Regions from separate parts of the Sus scrofa genome. Here all the other regions are linked to region 1. The links are chromatin contacts, called in public Hi-C and promoter capture Hi-C maps. All regions are on one chromosome and are shown on one strand. Each heading gives the region's core, a stretch centred on a gene start, on an enhancer-like site or on the middle of the called end of the contact. The rest is flanking DNA. Distances are from core to core; before and after follow the strand shown.

Region 1 (4,494 bases), core at 1,271-3,770:
TCTTTACCTTTTATATTTAGATATATATAGTCTACTTGAAATTGCTGTTTGTATATAGCATGAAAAGGAGGTCAAATTTCTCCACCCCCTCCATGAACACCATATTAATCCAGCATCATTTACTGAAAAGACCACTATTTTATTTCAGTTTCATCTTCATCATTAACAAAGTGACCATGTATGTGTGGACCTGTTACTGAACTCTTTATGCCATTCTGTTTATTTATATGGCTCTCATTTGGCCAGTATCATAGCATCATAACTACTATAGTTTTACAATAAGGCTTGATATTCAGAATAAGCCCTTCCACTTTGACTGTCTTTGCAATCTCTCACCTTGACCCTTTGCATTTACATACAAGAATGTAGAATGTTTACTTTCTACAAAAACTTTGTAGGGATTATAACTGTGAGTGCATTGATCCTATAGGTCAATTTGGGAAGAACTGACACTTTCACAGCATTGAGTTTTTTCAATCTGTCAGGACATATTTTCCATTAATTTAAGAGGTATAGAATGCCTGATCTTTGAAGTCCTTCCTGGGTTTCAGTCTGTACTCCCCCACCCCATTCCTCCCTTCTCAGGACCTAATCCAAGAATCACGGCCCCTTTCTCCTCACCTGACTTGGGATCACCAGGCTTTCCATTGGCCATGGGGGGAGGACCCAGAAGGCTGGGTGGTCCTACGAGTAGACATGAAAATATGGTCATCAGAATGGACTAAAGGACTGGTGATCTTGCTTTTATATATTTTTCTTCTATTACTCATTTCTTAATCTAACTGCTAAAGCCAGGTATATTCTCAGTTACCAGCTCTCACCCTATCTATCTGCAAAGCATTTTCAGGATTTGCAAAGTGGAGACTCAAGGGGAATAATGAGGAAAGGATATCTACAAACTTTCTCTTAGGCTGTTGCTATCCAAAAGATCCTAAGTGGTTCCAGAAGTAATCCAATTTCTCGCTTTAACTGTTGACCAATCAGATAGCTCTCCCCACCTCCATCCCATTCCCGAGTAGTTTAAAGAAGGCTGCTCTTCCACCTTCCCTGTGAAAGTCTGGTCACAAACTGTCATCCCAGTCATGCAATCTGCAACCTCTCTAGGGCCCCCACTCCCCTGTCGTGCTGCGGCTGCGCACACGAACTCTTCGTCTTCTCCCTTGACTTCTTTAGAAAGGTTTAGGGGCCGGTTTGAAGTTAAGGGTTCAAGTAAGAGATCTCACATAGTGCTCTATTCCGGACAGGCCTCCCCCAGCCCCCGCCCCAGCGCGTGCGCCCTTCCTCCTTCCGTTAGAGCCCCCTCCCCAGCACATTTTCGGCGGCTAGCCCCTCGCCTGGCCCAGCTGACAGGCATGTGCACACCCCTCTCGGACTCCTCACCGATGGGACTCCCATCCTCCTCATCTCCAGTCTCTTCCCGCTCTGTCAGTGGGGGCTGCTGATGCGGAGGCTGCTGCTGCTGAGTCTGCTTCTTTCGTTTCGGCATCGTGGTTGCGGCAATGGCTGCAGCGGGATTTGGAGAGCAGTGAGGAAGGGGCACGCTGGAATTCTGTTTCCGCTTCCGGGGGGGCAGTGGACAGTGAAGGCTGGGGCTCCCGCCATTTCACTTCCGGAAGGCTCTGGGGACCCTTTGTGCGGCTCGTCTCACATCAGCAGGCTCCCTCGGCCTTAGCCAGGCGTGGCAGCAATCCCAAACCATTCCTTTATCGCATTTCTATGAACGCTTGAAAAAGTCGCTCGCTTCCCCCCGGCTGGGAAAAAAACACAACCGGCTCCTCACAGTGTGTCATAGAGTCGGCGGGCTCTCGGGGCAGAAAGCCTGACAGAGGGGCTGTCGCACCCTAAGATCGCCACATCCGGTCCCCGGTTTCTATGGTAACAGCTGCAGGCACAACTTCGTGCCCTGTGACCTCCCTCCAAACATCCTTGTCCCACCTGGATTTCCCTCCTCGGCCGCACTTGCACTTATGATCTGTAAATCTGCTCCTTATCACCGTTCCCACAAGGAATCTGGGTGCCAGCAGGGCAGTGCCTAGGGCTCTCCAAACCGCCATCCGCCCCTCAAGACCTCTGACCCTGTCCTAGTGTAGCCCAGTCATTTGGCTTCCTTCCCGGGACGCGTGGTCGCGGCTTTCCTCCAAGATCCAGCCGGAGGGTTGGTAAAGTAGATTCTGCGCGTCCCTTTCTCCCCCGGGTGGTAAGACCCGCCCTCCGCTCCACTGCCCCCACCAGGTGAGTGGTAGCTTCTCCCCCGCGCGCAAGGTAGTGATGACACGCGTCCCCCCTCCTCCGAGCGCTAGTTGGTAGCGTCCGTGACGAAGTTAGACCGATCCTCCCACGCGCGCCTCCTTTCTCGCGGCTGCTGAGCCCTGTCCGTGCCACTGGCTCTTACATGCTGGTAGCCCACCTCTCATCATTCTCTTGCCTCGCTCCCAGTGGAAAGTGACTGTATTTTCCCCTGGTCGTCTTCCACCCCGGCCGCGGGGGCGCATCGGCCAGGCCCGCCCGCTGACGTCACCTTCCAGCCCCGCCCCCTCCAGGGTCCCGGGCCCCTGCGACCGGGGCTGCCCCGGGGGGAGTCAGTTGAAGCGGCTGGAGCTCGGCGGAGGGCGGGCCAGGTGACTGGTCCGGGCCATGCCGAGGAAGAAGCCTTTCAGCGTGAAGCAGAAGAAGAAGCAGTTGCAGGACAAGCGGGAGCGGAAGCGAGGTCAGTGCGGGAGCCAGAAGAGGGGGCGGGGCTCGGACTCCCGCACATCTGGAGGGAGGGGTGTGCCCACCTCACCTCTGGGAGGCGTGGGAAGGGGTGGCGGCAGCGCGCCGACGCGCGTGGGCGACCGCAGAGGGGATTCCCTCACCCCAGCCCCCCTACATCTGGAAGGGGTGGGGAAGGATGGAGAGTTGGGGGAGGGGAATCCCTCCAGCTCCTACGGGGCGCCATCCCCACAGATCCCTGGAGGAGTGCCTCCCCCCACGCACATCCGGGAGGGTCCTGGGCAGAGTAGGTGGGAGGATCTGGCTTCAAAAGAATCAGGGTGGTGTGAGGAGGAGCCAGGCCAACCGTGGGGGGGGGGTCTTATGGCCCCTGAGAGCTGGCCAGCACTGGCGTCACCAGCTCCTCCCCGCAGGGCTTCAAGATGGGCTGCGATCCAGTTCCAACAGCCGCAGCGGGAGCCGGGAGCGGCGGGAGGAGCAGACTGACACCTCGGACGGGGAATCTGTGACCCATCACATCCGCAGGCTCAACCAGCAGCCTTCCCAGGGGCTGGGCCCGCGTGGCTATGACCCAAATCGGTGAGAGTGGGCGGGGGTCTCTGGCCTGGGCTTCCCCGCCTACCCGGAAGTCAGAGCGCTAGGGGAAAGCAGGCTGCTGCTGGTGGAGGCTTGAAACTGGAGATGGTGGGGCTGGGATGCGACGGTTTTCCGCGGGGCCTCTGGGTCACCAGAGCGGGCCACGATCTTCTGGACTGGAGGGGCTGGGGAGAGTTTGGCCTTCAGAAGGGCGAGACTTGGAGGAAGGCCTACTGCTGTGTGAAAAAGATTTGGGGGAGGGCCCATTCAGAGGAGTGACTTGAACTCTGGAGAGGAAGCTTTGCGAAGTTGTCTGCCCAAGAGGGTAGTTTGTGACCAAGGATTGGCGATGGATGTGGTGGTCCCTGTCCTGTTAGGTATCGGCTGCATTTTGAGCGAGACAGCCGAGAGGAGGTGGAGAGGAGAAAGAGAGCGGCCCGGGAGCAAGTGCTGCAGCCCGTGAGTGCTGAGCTGCTGGAGCTGGACATCCAGGAAGTCTATCAGCCTGGGTCTGGTGAGTGAGCTCAGCGCTGGGAGCTTAGGTCAGGCAGTGGGCTGGGGAAAGGAGTTTAGAAGAGTAAGAGCTGACTGGGAGGAAGAATGGGAGGGCCTGGGATGCACCCTAGGTTCTAAAACTATTCTCAGACTTATTTGGACTTTTTCTTGATTTCTCAGTTCTGGACTTTCCCCGACGTCCTCCTTGGAACTATGAAATGTCCAAGGAGCAACTGATGAGCCAGGAGGAACGGAGCTTCCAGGAGTATCTTGGGAAGATTCATGGGGCTTATACCTCTGAGAAACTCAGTTACTTTGAGCACAATCTGGAGGTGAGAATAGAGTGAAGACAGGAGTGGGGCGTAGTGACACGTGGTCAGATTGGTCTGCCGTCAGGCAGGAGAGCAACTCTGGGCTCAGGTTCTCTCATATCAACCTTGTCTTTTCAGACATGGAGGCAGCTGTGGCGAGTGTTAGAGATGTCTGACATTGTCCTGCTAATTACTGATATCCGACATCCAGTGAGTCCTGGGGATGAGGTTGGGCCAGGGGAGGAGGGAGGAAGATCCTTGTGGGGTAAAGGGCAGAAGCAGGAGTTGGGAGGCAAAGAGGTAACCTCTTCCTTTCTGGTCTCCTCTATTCCATGCTGATGGCTGCAGTCCAAAGACTCAGTCTTTATTCATCAGTGTCCCAGCCTGTCACTCCTCCCCT
Region 2 (4,494 bases), core at 1,177-3,676, 670 kb before region 1:
AGCTGTGGTGTAGGTCACAGACGCCGCTCGGATCTCCCGTTACTGTGGCTGTGGTGCAGGTCGGTGGCTATGGCTCTGATTGGACCCCTAGCCTGGGAACCTCCATATGCCGCGGGTGTGGCCCTAGAAAAGACAAAAAAAAAAAAAAAAAAAAAAAAAAGATCCTTGTTCTAGAATTGCCTGGTTAAGGATCTGGCACTGTTATAGTTGTGGCACTGGTTCAATATCTTTGGCCCAGGAACTCCTGTATGCTGTGGGACGCCTCCAGCCCTCCCCCTGCAAAAAGAGTTCCTGTCGTGGCTGAGCGGTAATGAACCTGACTAGTATCCTTGGATCCCCAGGTTGCTGTGGCTGGGGCATAGGCCAGCAGCTGCAGCTTTGATTCAACCCCCGCCTCCAAAAAAAAAAAAAAAAAAAAAAATCCTGTCCCCATTCCTGCTTCCCATCTCTAAGAGTCAGTTTTGGCCTCTCCTTAGGGGCAGCTGGCTTGCTGAGGAAGGTGGAGGCTGAACAGCTTGGGTTCTGAAGGCGCTCACAATCCCTTATGTTAACACACAGCTCTGCACGTTACAAAACATTTTAACGTGAGGTGTCTTAATTCTCCTAATAGCTACCAGAAACAGGTGCTACCGGTAGCACTGTGGTAATAAAAACATGGGTTGATGAGTCCAACATTACATTGCTGGAGGGTGGCAGGGTCAACCTGAGGCCCAGTCTTGCCTTCAGTATGAGTTAGTGAGAGAATTACTAAGGAGACTCTTTCTTAACGTGAAAGGGTTTTTACGGAAGACTGTAAAACAAGTATCTAGAAACTGAATATATACTATGCGAGAGAATGCCTGGCCAGATTATATGTGGAAAGGGACAAGGAGGTTAAGAACTCACTTCACAGAAGAATTCATTGCCACGGAGCCCACAGAACCAGGAAATCCAGGACACCTCCTCTGAGCTGCTCATCTTCACTTCAGCTAGAAAAAGAAGAGTGTCAGCCTAAGCTCTCCTCCCTGCCTCTGATATCCTCCCTCTTCCCACACTTTGCCCTCCAACCACAGAAGAATTTAGGGCCACCCTTTCTTAAAGGATCCTAGACTGGAGCAGTTCTCTCCAGCTCCTCCTATTCACACCTCAACCCCTTTTTTCAGAGACAGGAAATTCTCTGGGGTCCCAACACTTGTGTGTAACCGGCAGGTCTTGACCCATTAGTCCTATCCACATCCCTAACGCTCCCCAAGGCCAGGCCCCTCTCTCCTCTATGTCAACTCCAGCAGGGCCTGCGGCTCAGATTCCCTACCCCCGCAAGTCTCCGTTTGTCCCCGGCCCCATTCCCAAGGTTTCCGAAGTTTCTTTCCAGGCAAGAGCTAAGCTCCTCTTTTTCTCAAAGTCTGGGGATGGCAGTTAGGTCCCTTTCACGGGAGTCTCCTTATCCCGCCTCCATCCTTCAGACCACCCCCTCCTTCCTTCGGTCCCGGACCTGGTCACTTCCTTCCCCACCCCCACATCAAGGCACGGAGACCCCTTGTGCCGCGCCCAGGAACAGGGGACGCGGCGCGGCAACGACCTCAGACTCACCGGCTGGACGGGGACTGGGACCGGGGGGGCGGGGAGGGGAGGGGAGTTTCTGCTTCCAAGGAACCGCGGCGACGGCTACAACGCAGGCCGCGGATCCAACCGCGGCAGGCGAAGTGGGGCGGGGGGAGTGGAAACTGGGGAGGGTGGGGAAGAGGGCAACGCGCAAGCGCTTAAAATCGTGCGCCGCGGTGAACGCCGGGAGATGGAGTCCTCGGAAGCTAGAAACTGGCGCAACTGAGAAAGGGCGAACTACGAATCCCAGGACGACCCGCCCACGACCCTGGTGTCGCGAGGCCCCTGAGGGAAACGCTCCGGGGCGGGGCGTAGGGAGCCGCCACCGGAAGCGGAAACGCAGTACCGTGTTCTGGGCCAGGGAGCCTGGGAAATATAGTCGAGTGATCTTATCACCGTGGGGCTGAGAGGGGGCGGGGAAAGGAACAAGACAGGCTGGATCATTTACTGCCGCTCCCTCTCACACAACGAGCCTCAGGCGTGCGGCCCTGCTACCCAGACCATTGACCTCATCACCGACCAGCTGCCTGGCCCTTATCGCTTGTGGAGCCCCCCTGTCCGAGTCAGCCTGCCAAGGAGACCCTCAACGGGGCCCATATTTCACTCAAGGGTTTGATCTCCTGAGGTGGGAGGTGAGGCCGGGTTCCGCGCTGAGGGACCTGGGTAGGGTGTGCTGGCTGAGCTGAGAGGTGTGAGAATCGGGAAGGTCCCGTGCGCTAACCTGAGGTGGCGCCAGCCATTCTGTTGCTCGTCCCCTTGCACTTCTCCATTTCCTTTTAAGGCTTGAACAGGGCCTTCTGCTGCGGGTGCTAAGTGCGACCTTCCAACCCTGGTCAGATTAATGGTGAGGGGCTGCGTGACTATTTCATTTCACGGCTTCTGGGCATTCTCCGCCTCAGGGCCTTTCTTAACCCAGAGGGTGGTTTCCCAGGTCCAGAAAATGAGCTTGGAGCGGGGGCCACGTTGAGGGAGGCGAAGAGCATTGTGGGGGCGTTAGGTAAAAGCAGGACCCCAACCGACAGATATTTCTCGATCCTCGCGCTACCAGGGCACGTGGCGTTTTGCGCTTGTGTTATTGGAAAGATTCCAGGGCGGGAAATAGCCCGGAGCAGCGCGCCTGCGTGCTCCAGTATTGTTTTTGTTTGTCCCCCGCCCGCTCCCCATTCAGCTGCGCATGCGGCTTTGACTGTGGACGCCTTTGCTTAGAGTAGCGCCATTTTGCAGTACGGAAGCTGCAAAGCAACGAGTGGAACCTCCCCGCGAATCGGCTTCCTGCTTCCGGACAAATGTCAAGTCTGTTTTTGTTTAAGAATACCCCGAAATAGGATCCAGGAAGATTTAAAGAGCCAGGCTGATTGTTTTCCTTAATGGTATGTCCCGCGCAGTTGTAAAGTAGTTTCAGAGAAAGGCTGTTATTATTGATGGTGAGGATGGAGTGGGGGCAGAGCACAGGACTTCTGGGCAACTGTCTTACAGAGTCTACTTTGTTAACCTTTACTAAGGGGCATGGTCTGTTACCATAGGGTTTCCTATTTTTACACAATCCGTGGTCCTCGGGGTTCACTTTCCGCGTAGGAGGGTTTTTGTTTGTTTTTGTCTTTAGGGCTGCACCGGTGGCATATGGAGGCTCCCAGGCTAGAAATGGAATTGGAGCTACAGCTGCTGGCCTACACCACAGCCACAGCAACGCAGGATCCAGCCGTGTCTGCAACCTACACCACAGCTCACAGCAACGCCGGATCCTTAACCCACTGATCTGAGGCCAGGGATCGAATCTAATCAGGTTTGTTAACCACTGAGCCACGAAGGGAACTCCCGGGAGGGGATTTTTGATTCTAAGGATACTTGTTTTTATCCCAGCAGGTGTCTGTAGGTGATTCTGGTCATTGCAGGACCATCTGGGACTTGGCTTCCCCCTGCCTAATCTCATTTTCCCAACTCTCCCCAAAGCCATGTCCGGGTCCTCCCTCATTAACTTTACCCCAGCCACTGACCCCAGTGATCTCTGGAAAGATGGGCAACTGCAGTCACACCCTGAAGAGCTGGAGCCCACCCTGGATGGGGCTGCAGCCCGGGCTTTCTATGAAGCTTTGATTGGGGACGAGGACAGCACCCCTGAGCCCCAGAGATCTCAGCCTGAGCCTGCTAGAAAGAGGAAGAAAAGACGAACGATGAGGGAGACTACAGCAGGAGCATCAGGAGAAGATGGACAAAGGAGATCCCTTGAGGCAGAGGACAAGATGACCCAGCAGATACTGAGGGCAGCCCAGGAGGGGGACCTGGCAAAACTGAAAAAGCTGTTGGATCCCCATGAGGCAGGGGGAGCTGGAGGGAATATCAACGCTCGAGATGCTTTCTGGTGGACCCCACTGATGTGTGCTGCCCGAGCAGGCCAGGGGGCAGCTGTGCGCTATCTCCTGGGCCGTGGGGCGGCCTGGGTGGGGGTCTGCGAGCTGGGTGGCAGGGATGCTGCTCAGCTGGCGGAAGAAGCAGGCTTCCCTGAAGTGGCCCGCATGGTCAGAGAGAGCCCCGGAGAGACAAGGAGTCCAGAGAACCGGTAAGGGGAAGCCTTATCTTTCATTGTGTTCTGCCCTTCCTCACACTTCACACAGGAGGCCACAGAATAGAGCCAAAGGGTTTACTTTCCTGTTCCCTAATGTAGGCTGATCGGGCAGTGTGATTATGAACAGGATACTCCCTTGGATTATTTTTTATATAAAACATTTTTTTCATTAAAAAAAAAATTGGGGTAGTTCCCATTGCGGCTCAGTGGTAACAAACCCAACTAGTATCCATGAGGACGAGGGTTCAGTCCCTGACCTCAGTGGGTTAAGATCTTGGCATTGTCGTGTGGTGTAGATCTCACATGAGGCTCGGATCTCACATGGCTGTGGTTGTAGCATAGGCCAGCAG
Region 3 (4,494 bases), core at 1,279-3,778, 560 kb before region 1:
AACAGGTAAAGGGCCAAACACTTCTCAGTTTTTTGTTTGTTTTTGCTTTTTAGGGCTGCAGCTGCTGCATATGGAGGTTCCCAGGCTAGAGGTCGAATCGGAGCTGTAGTTGCAGCCACAGCGACGCAGGATCCGAGCTGTGTCTGCAACCAACATCACAGCTCACGGCAGCGCTGGATCCGTAGCCCACTGAGCAAGGTCAGGGATCGAATCTTCATTCTCATGGATGCTAGTCAGATTCGTTAACTGCTGAGCCATGATGGGAACTCCCCAGTTCTCAATTTTAAGTCACATTTGATTTCCATAACTTATAAAAACCGGAGTGGAGGTGGGTATCAAATATTTCATTCAGAAAAAAAATCTAGGCCAAACGAAGGGGCTATTAGAGGCAGGACTAAGTATGTTATGGTAGAAAATTTATAAAATATTATGTAACTCTCAAACCTTACCACTTACCTACCATTTGTCTTTAACACCTGGGGCAGAATCTAGACTCGGTGGATTCAAAATACCTTCCTGATTCGCCGCCCATGCCCACGAATCTCAGGGCCCTGAGGACATCAGCTACATCAGCCAACATAATTTTAGGCAAATGTCGTCCACTGCCTCCACTGCTGAGGAAAGGGTACGACTGAAGAACCAGACTTCCTTCCTCCCCCAACCTAAGGACAACCCTTACCTAGCTCCAGGGCCAACCTCCCTAGGTCACCTTGACTACCGAGCCAAGGACCCCGTGGGAACTCGCAGTCCCGCCACCTTGGGTGGCTTCCACGGAGGGGTGCCCAGAGAGGAGGCCTGCGTGGCAAGAAATTAAGTGGAGAGGAGAAGGACGAGAAAAAGAGTAGGACAAGATAAAAAGATAACACTGGGAGAAAATGCTGGTTTCCTTTATGCCTTTTGTTACTGGCATTAGCGGCGGAGTTAAAAGTGGCTTTTTCTTTCACAAAGGCACTTTCTAAAGGCAACCCTAGAGCGCGCGGAACCATAGAATGGTGGAAGGTCCTTCTTCCGGTCTCTTGCGTCTGCGCGCTCACAGCGAAGAAGGCGGGAGGCCGGCGGAGGTGGGGGGTGGGGAGCGGGGAACCGGAAGTGAAGGCCGATTCCCTCCTTCGTCGCTGTTGCCGCCGCCATACGCCTTCGCCTTGTTCAGGTAAGGTTTGGCTTTCAGCACAATCCGACTCCATCTGCGTTTCTCTGCGGCCATCCCGTCGCAGGGCTCCTGATAACCCTTGTACAAGCTACGGTCTGGTCGCCGGGGTCTGATTGAGTTGTTACTTCCACCGCATACATTCCTTTCAAGAGCAAGAAGGTTGGGGGGGCGGAGGCAGGGAAGCGGCGCGCGGGGGAGGGGGGGAAGTCCAAGATGGTGGCCCTGGCGCCATTGTGTTTCCTTTACTCTTCGCTCCTCCAGTGGGCGCCTGCTTAATCGGAGGCCCCAGCGGCGATGAGAGGTGACGCTAGGCGTCCTCTGGCCTTGGGCATTTGCGGAGGGCGGGGCTCTTTTCATCCTCCCGCTTATTTTTGCGTTGTCGGCTCGCGGTAGTGGGAATCGGCGGCTTCTGGGCCTAGTTGAACTTTTCTCATTTCGGCCTTCCCACTATTATTTAGAGCGTTTTAATTGTTTAGGAATGGTGTCAATGTGTTTTTCGGAAAGGGGGTGAGGCCTGAAGAGTAACGCAATGGTGACGAAGGTTTTACTTATTAACTGGAAAGAGGATTCATCTTAGTTATTGGCCTGCTTTTCATTCATTGTTTGTTGGGGAGATGAATTTTTCCCGGTCTGGCATTTCTCTAGACCCCTCCCCCCGCCATAAGTTACCCAAGGCCTTTAAACGCCAGAAGGCGGTTACTGAGGAGTGGGAGGCTGGAGTGCTGGGGAGAGGTGGGTGGCAGCCACATGATGTTTTCATTTTGAAAAGTGAGAGCTTTGCGCAGTGACGACTTTTATCTATCACCCTTGACTGATGGCTGCTGTATTAGAAGTTGAGATTGTACACTTCGTAGGGAAAGCACAAGATCTTGAGGGCCTGTCATTTTGTCGTTTTCATTCTCCGTTCTTAAGTCATTATCTATGTTCTGCTTTTCATGGTTTTTTTTTTTTTTTCTTTCTTTCTTTCTTTGCTGCTGTCACAGACCTGGGATTTGTAAGCTGATCTTGCCCTTCCAACTTCCGGGTTTCTGCTTCTTTGAGCTGAGGTTTTGGGGAACCTGTGTCCTAATCACCTCCTCTGGGACCACTTTTTTCATTCCCTGTATTACGTTTGCTTTTCCCTTTTAATTCTTGTGGGTTTTTTTGTTACTTTCAATGTTTCATAGTTTAGGGAAAGTGGAAAGTGTGGGGATGGAAGAGGTGGCTAAGGCTCTGCTCATGACTGATGAGTCTTCTCTCTGGTTTTTTTCCCTAGCTCTTCTGTCAGAAACTAGTATTTCTTTTCCTCTCCTGTTCCTCGAGCCTCCACTCTCCCCTGTCTTATTCTGTGTGAACCCAGCCGGAGACGCCTCCCCTTCTCCCCCTGCCGGCCCAGTTATGGCAGAGAACGATGTGGACAATGAGCTCTTGGATTATGAAGACGATGAGGTGGAGACAGCAGCTGGGGGAGATGGGGCTGAGGCCCCTGCCAAGAAGGATGTCAAGGGCTCCTATGTCTCCATCCACAGCTCTGGCTTTCGTGACTTCCTGCTCAAGCCAGAGTTGCTCCGGGCCATTGTTGACTGTGGCTTTGAGCATCCATCAGAAGGTAAATTTTCCTCAGACTTTTAAAGGATGTGAGAAACATGGTTATGGTCTTTTAGTGATACGGAATTATATAAGATAGATTAGGGAAGAAGTACCAAAAACTGTTTTAGCAGTAGAAAGAGTTATATATAGGTTGGTTTTTCATTCATGGTGACAAGTAAGTGCTAGTGATGTAAAAGTAATTTAGATAGAGATCTGTTTTTCATCTTGTGACTGGCTTTTCTCCTTGTCTGCTTGTTTTTAATTTTGTTTCTTTGACTTTTAATTTAAAATTTCCAGAGAGGAGCTGGTTGGACTCTTGAGCCAAGCCAGCTCTGGTCTCTGGAAACCGTTATGGCTGGTCTAAAGGTGGCTGGCTTTGGGTCAGGTACCAAGTCCTTCATTTTGTCCAAGGTTGCAGGGTTATGTGACCCAAAGCATGACAGCCTAAGTAGGAGAAATGGCCTGTGGCAGGCACTCAAAAGTCATGGATTGTTACAGATTAAGAAACATTCGGACAGAGTCAGGAGCACCTAAGGCAAGCAATTGGTAGGTGCAAGAGGGTTGTTAGCAGGACTGTGGGGGTCTGGAACTGGAGGAGGCCAATGTTAGAAGGAACTGGGAAGGTCTGATTTGGGGATTACTTTGATTACTCGAGGGAGCAGAGGTAGAAAGGGTCTGGAAATCGACAAGAACCATTTAAGAATTGAGTAGAGAGAAACGGGTTTGGCATGGTGAAAAAGCTGGCCAAGTTAGCTGGAGACTGAAGTCTAATTATCCTTTTTCCCCCCTCCTTATAGTTCAGCATGAATGCATCCCTCAGGCCATCCTGGGAATGGATGTCCTATGCCAGGCCAAGTCAGGCATGGGGAAGACAGCGGTGTTTGTGCTGGCTACACTGCAACAGCTGGAGCCAGTTACTGGGCAGGTATGCTTGGGGAAAGTGCTGGAGGAGGCATTTTGGTTTGCAGTGTTCGGGAAGGGTGTTTGTGTCAGCTCCATGATGCATTCAGAGCCACCAGTGCTTGTTGCTAAGGTGACCTCTCATTCTTGACTGACAGCCGTGGGGAATGTTCTGTAGTAATCATGGGGTTAATGGTTTAGAGCTCCAAACTATAGTCAGTTGTGATCTGCCAGGTGTGCTTTTGTGACATACCTGAAGGGATATATTGTATGTGTCTCTCCATCTACTCCCCCCTAGGTGTCTGTACTGGTGATGTGTCACACTCGGGAGTTGGCTTTTCAGATCAGCAAGGAGTATGAGCGCTTCTCTAAATACATGCCCAATGTCAAGGTAAGCCAGGGTAAGGGGACCTGGGAGGGTGAGGGTATGGGGAGTCGGAGGCATTAGAGACTTGTTAGAGCAGCTGTCTGCATGTCCCACAGGGGTTAAACCCCTACACATGAATCTCAGTTACACCCAATACATAGTAAGTTGCTGCAGTTGTGGTGTGGAAGAGATTTATATTCTAGGGCTCATTTGGATATGCATTATAATTTCTGTGGTATTTGCAGCATTCTGATTCATGTGAGTGTGAATATGCTTTTTTTGTGTGTGTGTGTGTGTGTTTTTGCTATTTCTTTGGGCCACTCCTGTGGCACATGGAGGTTCCCAGGCTAGGGGTCGAATCGGAGCTGTAGCCACTGGCCTACGCCAGAGCCACAGCAACTCGGGATCCGAGCCGCGTCTGCAACCTACACCACAGCTCACGGCAACGCCGGATTGTGAACCCACTGAGCAAGGGCAGGGACCGAACCCGCAACCTCATGGTTCCTAG

Evidence for each region. Promoter capture Hi-C pulls out the DNA fragments that hold promoters and counts their contacts. Hi-C and Micro-C count contacts between places; a contact is called where the count stands out from the background.
Region 2: a contact with region 1 is called in a Hi-C map of skeletal muscle, with 5 times the contacts expected there. The contact joins the promoter of GPANK1 here to the promoter of PRR3 in region 1. A contact is called at or near these places in 2 of 47 Hi-C or Micro-C datasets (heart right ventricle and skeletal muscle).
Region 3: a promoter capture Hi-C map of liver shows a contact between it and region 1, with 3 times the contacts expected there. The contact joins the promoter of DDX39B here to the promoter of PRR3 in region 1. A contact is called at or near these places in 1 of 5 promoter capture datasets (liver) and 2 of 47 Hi-C or Micro-C datasets (embryonic fibroblasts and heart right ventricle).

What each region holds. Positions count from the first base shown.
Region 1 is chr7:23,110,555-23,115,048 of Sscrofa11.1, reverse strand. PRR3 (proline-rich protein 3) reads right to left here and starts at 2,520. Exons shown (of 5, transcript XR_002345608.1): 1 at 1,381-2,520; 2 at 622-684. GNL1 (G protein nucleolar 1 (putative)) reads left to right here and starts at 2,635. Exons shown (of 12, transcript NM_001128478.1): 1 at 2,635-2,707; 2 at 3,126-3,291; 3 at 3,666-3,802; 4 at 3,964-4,115; 5 at 4,233-4,304. The coding sequence starts at 2,635.
Region 2 is chr7:23,778,278-23,782,771 of Sscrofa11.1, reverse strand. GPANK1 (G-patch domain and ankyrin repeats 1) reads left to right here and starts at 2,426. Exons shown (of 3, transcript NM_001145383.1): 1 at 2,426-2,951; 2 at 3,445-4,138. The coding sequence starts at 3,534. It overlaps CSNK2B (casein kinase 2 beta), which reads right to left and starts at 1,578. Exons shown (of 7, transcript NM_001145377.2): 1 at 1,570-1,578; 2 at 886-968. The coding sequence starts at 957.
Region 3 is chr7:23,665,651-23,670,144 of Sscrofa11.1, reverse strand. It overlaps DDX39B (DExD-box helicase 39B), which reads left to right and starts at 2,528. Exons shown (of 10, transcript NM_001005157.1): 1 at 2,528-2,738; 2 at 3,517-3,644; 3 at 3,918-4,010. The coding sequence starts at 2,528. LOC102161099 (a long non-coding RNA gene) reads right to left here and starts at 989. Exons shown (of 2, transcript XR_002345613.1): 1 at 461-989; 2 at 1-361.